2 separate regions of the Sus scrofa genome follow, and region 1 is linked to region 2. A link is a contact called in public HiChIP or PLAC-seq data. All regions are on one chromosome and are shown on one strand. The core of a region is the stretch at or near the end of the contact, and the rest is flanking DNA. Distances in the headings are between cores, read along the strand shown. Region 1 overlaps TTC28 (tetratricopeptide repeat protein 28). Region 2 overlaps TTC28 (tetratricopeptide repeat protein 28).

Evidence for each region. HiChIP or PLAC-seq counts read pairs in DNA pulled down with a chosen protein or histone mark.
Region 1: an H3K27ac HiChIP or PLAC-seq map of skeletal muscle shows a contact between it and region 2, with 5 times the contacts expected there. The contact joins two enhancer-like sites. A contact is called at or near these places in 1 of 47 Hi-C or Micro-C datasets (fetal heart ventricle) and 1 of 2 datasets of contacts at active chromatin or transcription factors (skeletal muscle).

Annotation. Positions count from the first base shown.
Region 1 is chr14:45,734,064-45,737,792 of Sscrofa11.1, forward strand. The region is part of intron 2 of TTC28 (tetratricopeptide repeat protein 28); the gene reads right to left. It also overlaps a transcript of CHEK2 not described here. Among named protein-coding and RNA genes, the nearest start is that of TTC28, 190 kb to the right of the region's middle. Within about 2 kb of position 2,353, at least 62 of the 83 cell types and tissues checked have an H3K27ac peak or open chromatin away from gene starts, as enhancers often do.
Region 2 is chr14:45,589,884-45,593,126 of Sscrofa11.1, forward strand. The region is part of intron 5 of TTC28 (tetratricopeptide repeat protein 28); the gene reads right to left. Among named protein-coding and RNA genes, the nearest start is that of TTC28, 330 kb to the right of the region's middle. Within about 2 kb of position 1,303, at least 5 of the 83 cell types and tissues checked have an H3K27ac peak or open chromatin away from gene starts, as enhancers often do.

The DNA of each region.
Region 1 (3,729 bases), core at 1,103-3,602, 150 kb after region 2:
GCAAGTATATTATCCTTGGCACCAAAAAGAGGTCTAAAGTATGGTTTCTGAACTCAAGGAGCTTGAAGCTAAGATAAAAAAAATGGTTACTATCAGTAAAGGACAACCAGCCTAAAAGGGCATAGATTCTACATGCTCTAGGAATTCAGGGGTAGATAAAATCACTGTGTTTCTTCAAGAAGGAGTGGGAAGAAGAGCATCTTGGTGTTAGTACCCAGAAGTGAGGGAGCAAAGCTATGGCTAACATGATTAACCATGTTCCGGTGGCTTCTCTGTGAAAAGGTAGCAAACTCTAATTGAATACTCCAGAGCCTATTATCTTAAATGTTAGTATTTATTTAAACCCAGAAAATAAGCAGAGGAAATAAGAGTAAAGAGCTCCCCTTCAGCCCTTTAATCCTGTACCACCACTGCATGCTCAGTTAGAAACAAAGAAACCTAGAACCTACGGTCATTCTCTTACAGTGAGTCCAGAATTTACAAAAGTCAGCACTGGTAGCAGCTGACAGAGCACCATAACAAGTTACCAACCAATCTTAGTCATAAGCCTAGTTATAGCAAATGCTGCTTGGGGCGGCATTCTAAGATGATCTTCCTAGCTTTGTTAAAATCACATCAAAGCAGTATCACTTATCATCTGCAGTGTAAATGGTTTTTATGAAACAGTTTGACTAAACACATGGCATGTGACTCTACCACTACAAATGTGTTAGCAGACCCAGCCAGAAACCACGACATGATCTGATCATGTGAATATTCTTGCAAGAGTGAAAAAATGAACCTAATCTTTGCAAAGGCTTACTGGTGCCCTACCCAAGTTGAATACTCTTTCAAGGAAGATTCCAATCCCATGCAGAAGAAGGAGGAATGGTTCTCAAGCCATCACCAAATTATCACACAGTATTTGATGGCTCAGCTTATTTTTTAATCTTCCATGAACTTTGCAGAATTTGGATATCTGGATCCTTATAACATGATGATTTGGGATTATGAACACAGTGAATAAACACAACCTTCTGGTATAGCAATTTAAGCATCGGAGAGTGAGTAAATACTGCAGAGTGAATCCTAACACTTGAAACAGAATCTTCCAGAGTCCAGAAATACACCTGACTGCCAAGAATAATACTTCCGTGGTTCAAGCAATACCAGTACCCAGAGGGGTTTCCACAGACATAACCACATGAGTTACTGCATATTGGGTACAATAGAGAAAACAGACATTTATGAATGTATAGTTTGCAGACATCTTAAAAGTACTCATAAATATGTAATTTACAAATACAGAAGAAATTGGAGTTAGGGCTTCAGGAATACACAGCATCTGTTTAATTGCTTAATTATATGGTTACTTCTATGGGTTCTCCTCATCCTAACTGATTTTTATGGGGGGGGGGGAGACGTATTGATCTAACTGAAATAAATGAAACCAATCTCACTGAAAGAAGCTCCATGATAAGAACTAATATATGAGAGATTCTGACTTCAGAATGAGGTAGAAATGACTTCGTTTCAGGCAGCAAATTAGATATCAAAAAAAAAAAAAAAAATCTTTCAATTCACCAGGCTGTACTGAAGGAGGGTTTGTTAGATTTTCTAGTAATAAAACAAATGCACAATATCTTCTTATGCATTTCACACATGATTTCTATTTCATCTCTGATGTAAAACATGGTATCACACATCATGCCACAAAGAAAGAGTCAGTTTAGCTAGTTAAAGTAAAACACCAGGCAGCTGCTAACAGAGACAGGTCACTGCTGGGGAGGGGCACAGCACATTCAGTTTGCTATGTTTTCCTTCGGAAGAATGTCAATAAAAACCACGGCCAAATGAGGTATTTGAAGAAGGGGGAAAAGTCCTGCTATGCAGGGAACCACTAGGTTCACCTAACAGCGCCAGACAGACAAGTTAGCAAAAGGGAGCCCTAACCAAAGCTACAGCCGCCAACAACTTGAAGAAAGCTGTCTTTCTCCCTGAACGTCCTGGGGTAGCGACCGGTCCCACATTTAGAAACGTTATTTCTGGGACCAATAGCAATTTATTTTCATAGAACCACTGGATTTTTTTTTTCCTTGAGTTCTCAACAAAGGAGCCATATTAGGAAATAATCTCACAAAAAGCAAAGTGCCCCCTCCCCCTCTTCCCCACGATCGATGCACACACGCCCGTGCACGCTGACACGCACACACACCCGTGACAATGGCCGGCGCGTGCACTCAATGCGGGCCCACGCGGCGCCCAGGAGCCCCGCGGGCAGAAGGCCCAGCCCCCGGCCCTCACACTGGAGGCCCCTCAGCCCCCCTGCCCGGGAACCAGCTGCTGGGCGGTTGTACTAGGGATGCTCGCCCCCCAGCGGGGCCCTGGGGAAGCGGCTGCCAGCGGCTCAGAGCCTATTAACCCCTTGGGGAAGTAGGTGCTACAAAGCCACCTGAGGGGACACTGGAATGTGCCGGGGATACAGCCCCAAATGGCCCCCATAGACGAGGCGCCACCGAGTCCTTAGACCCTGGCAGCTCTTGACTGGCTCCTGCAAAGCTAATGTGTCGCTGGTTCCGCCAGGCTTCTAAAGCAGAGGGATGTTTCTGAGCTGTCACCCTTGAGAGTCCCAGCATACCAAGAAGGAAAAACTTAAGAGGGCAGTGGATGCAGACCAGACTTGGTAAACTCGTCCCTAAGGGACTGGCCTAAGACCTAAAGGGACAGATCTGCTTGGACCTGCCCGGCCAGCAAACTATGGAAGGGGTGGAGGGGCCCGAGGGCAACCGCCCCCTGTCACCCCTCCCTGAGTCGGGCATCAGGGCCCCGTCCCCATTCCGGGACACTTACCTTCTTCCGGGGCTGCCATTTCATCATATTTGTACAGCCGATACGTGGAACATCAAGATGCTGGCTGGGGGCTGGGGGCAGATGCAGGGCAGCCGCGACTGCAAGTCATGCTGCCTCCCTCCCACCCCCTAATTCTTTCCCATATTCACTGTGAAGGGAGAAAGCCCAGGAGAGTCCAGTCTTTTCGCCTTCAGTTCAATGGAAAGTATCCCCAAACCACGATCACACTTCCCACCGGGCTAGGAAGTCCCAGCAGCAACCAGCGTACTCCAGCCAGAGCGGAGCATTTTCCCCTCAGGCCAGTGTCTGCGAAAGAAGCCTGCGGCAGGGGGTCTCCAAGCCGGCTACAGAGACCCTCCCTCAGAGAGATCGAGCACGCAAGCTGCTGCAGAAACCCAGCCGGGCTTCTGCCATCCAAACCCCTTTTGGCGAATTCTCCTCTTCTCAAAAAAGATTAGACAAGCAATCAAACCCTCACGCGCAGCCTGGAGCAATTCCCAAAATTCTGGGTGTATTTCTCGTTTGTAAAATTTAGCAAAGAAAATTCCAAAGATCTGTAATCAGAGCTTCTTTACGCTGTTGTTTTCTCTTCCTTCTTGGATAACTTGGGGAAAGGATCTGCTCTTTCCGAAATGCCTACCTTCCCTGAACACTGTAAATAGGAAAACTTGGTTTGTGTGTTTAGATTTTTTTTTTTAATTCCCAAGAACCTTAGTGGGGAAAGGCTGGAAGGAAATCCTGCAAGAACCCAACTCCACAGCTCAGTCTGCACTAATGACTTCCTTCCCTTAGTGCAAGCACAGCCTGCCCAGCTCCAGCCACACAGAGCAAATGGTTTCTGGGTCTTAGTGCCACGACATCTGCTCCAAAGCAAAAAAGTAAAAGCAAGCATACAGTTTC
Region 2 (3,243 bases), core at 53-2,552:
TGGTGAGACTTTATACACAGATTTTGGGCTTCTCTTATGTAGCTTTCTCCTTTTCAAGATTTACTCCTCCCTTTCTGGTTGCTATTGTAAGCCCAAACTCTGTCCTTTGATTCCACAACTAATAAGACTATAGGTTTCCATACAAGTTTTAGTAGCACTGTGAGGCTGTGCTGGCACTCTAGCAAAAATGAAAAAGACATTAAATACAAGAAATTCATCTAGTGTTATTCCTTTCTTCCAAATATTAATTCTCTTCCAATTTCTGCCTGCTTTTGGTCACTTTCTAGTACCCTCTAGAGAGTTATTTGTTTTACAGTTTGCTTTGTTTTATAACTTTTATAGTTTGTTGTTTTACAATTGTTATGCATGGCTGAACTGGTATATTTTGCCATTGTTAGAGACTTAACCTTCCTTCTTTCCATGTGTATCTACAGAGAATACAGATGAATCTACTATAATTAGCAGGCACTATGGAAAAAAGGTGTTCTATGCTTCACACTGATGTACTCTTTGTATTCTGATTCATTTAAAAATTAGAGCCACAAGAGACTCTAATAATACTACTCAATAGAACTTTCTGAAATAATAGATATTTTTCTGTGTTGTCCAATATGGTAACCACTTGGTACACAGACTACTGGGCACTTAAAATGTGGTTTGGGGAACTATTTTTTTTACTTTAATTTTAATTAATTTATAATAACCACATGTGGCTAATGGCTACTGCATTGGGCAATATGACTCAAAGATGATCTGATCTGGCCTTTCTCTTTACAGATGGTGACCAGCAACTAAGAGAGTTTCCAGAAAAGGTCTGCCCATAACATATGGCCACTAGTGACAAAACCAGGATTCATAATTATATCTCCAACTTCTTAGAGTAGTTTCTGTAGAGGAAGAGGATACAAAATGCTATGGCTGGAAGAGGACAACCAAACATATAACAAGTGAGTGATGGTAACTTAGAGCTTGAAAAAATATAGTTGGAAAAATGGAACAGCTGAGGGCAGAATGATTTGCAAACATACCATATATTACATATACATACACACATATTCACTGGGTATGCTATTTCTTTTGAAGTAATAACTATTTTGTCAGTAGGAGAAAAAGAGCCTTCTATAATTCATTACAAGCTTAAAAGGTCTGACTCAGCTGATTTATATATAAAGTACAAAGAGTACAAACAAGGGATTGATGTCCTATCTCCGTTCTTAACCAAGTGTCCACTTTCCAAGTCCTACAGTCTTCAGTGATTTGAAGAGTTACAGCTTAACAATCTTACTGGTTTCTGAAAAGCCTGTAAGATACACACCACAGCAGTGGTTGCCAAGCATTTCCCTCCTGAACTTAATACTCCCTATGAGGATATGGCTCTCTGCTAAAATGGAATGCTTTTTACTTTTTAACCCACTCTCGTGTACTACTGGAAGTAAAATAATTACCTCACTGTATTCTTTCTCTCTGTCTCTGTCTCTCTCTCATACACCACCCCCACAAACCTTTGTGTGGGTTTCATACTACTAATATACTAGTATACATGGTGTAGAAAATGTCTGCAAAAAGGTCCAAGAAAAACAGCATTGTTTTTGGACAAAGTGCTGTAGTCAGGATGATGTCATAAAAAAATCATCTAATTAATTTCCTGTAGCCACATCCTGAAGGAAATCCAGAAGGCTCAATTTTCTCACGAATTCAAGTAGTCTTTTTGGGGAGACAGTAACAGTTCCTGTGAACCAACAGGTGTCATAAATTGGTAATGATTATGATTTATCTTTAATCTTCAAAATAGCAAAGAATGAAATTTCATTTTAAAAGATCTTTAACATGGGAGGCATTATGAATATAAATATAAAAAGTATATAAAAAATATAAAAAGTATCCTTATTAAATGTGGATTTTTTTCTTTTTTTTTTTTTTTTTTGGTCTTTTTGCCTTTTCTAGGGCCGCACCCGCAGCATACGGAGATTCCCCTGCTAGGGATCTAATCGGAGCTGTAGCCGCCGGCCTACGCCAGAGCCACAGCAACGCAGGATTCGAGACACATCTGTGACCTACACCACAGCTCACGGCAACACCGGATCGTTAACCCACTGAGCAAGGGCAGGGATCGAACCCGCAAGCTCATGGTTCCTAGTCGGATTCATTAACCACTGCGCCACAATGGGAACTCCTAAATGTGGATTTTTTTAGATTTTTTTTTCATTATAGCTGATTTACAATGTTCTATTTCTTGCTGCACAGCAAAGTGACCCAGTCATACATATGTATATGCATTCTTTTTTTCACATTATCCTCCACCATGTTCCATCACAAGTGACTAGATATAGTTCCCTGTGCTATGGCGCAGGATCTCATTGCTGACCCACTCCAACTGCAATGGTTTAGATTTTAGTTATTTACAGCAAAGAAAAGAAGAAATGAGCAAACTTAGTTGGTATTTACTACTGAGCTTCATAAGGCTTCCTCTCCAGGCCTGAGTGAAACAAAGACCACCATTCATAAGAGCAAGGAGAGGAAAGCACTCTTTACCTACTACATACCCTCAGTGTTTTCCTCCATGTGGTAAGCATTTATCAGCACTGGACTGGAACACTACAGGGGATTTGCCAGAAGATTTGAGCTCCATGAGGGCAAGGACAATGGCATATTTATCATTACATTAAAGGCATGAAAGGGGCTGGCACACAGTGAGAACCCAGTAAACATGTGTTGAATAAATGAATGAGTGAGATTATCAATATAAATAAGCTATTCTCCATTCTCTCCAGAAGCTGCCAGTTAAAAATGGGGAGAAGACAACCATTATAAACAAATAATCAATGAGCACTATAACTGAGATATCACTATGGGCTACGGTTTGCCAAGCAATTTGATTCGGGTTTTTTTTTTTTTTTCTGCCATTTCTTGGGCCGCTCCGCGGTATATGGAGGTTCCCAGGCTAGGGGTCTAATCGGAGCTGTAGCTGCCAGCCTATGCCAGAGCCACAGCAACTCCGGATCCGAGCCGCGTCTGCAACCTACACCACAGCTCACGGCAACACCGGATCATTAACCCACTGAGCAAGGGCAGGGACCGAACCCGCAACCTCATGGCTCCCAGTAGGATTCATTAACCACTGCGCCACGACGGGAACTCCTGCCAAGCAATTTGAAGAAAATATCTAAAGGTTAATATGAAGTGCTTACAGGTTTAGAATAGCCTTTGTGGTGAGCAATTTGGGAAAATTTTTTAATTTGAAAT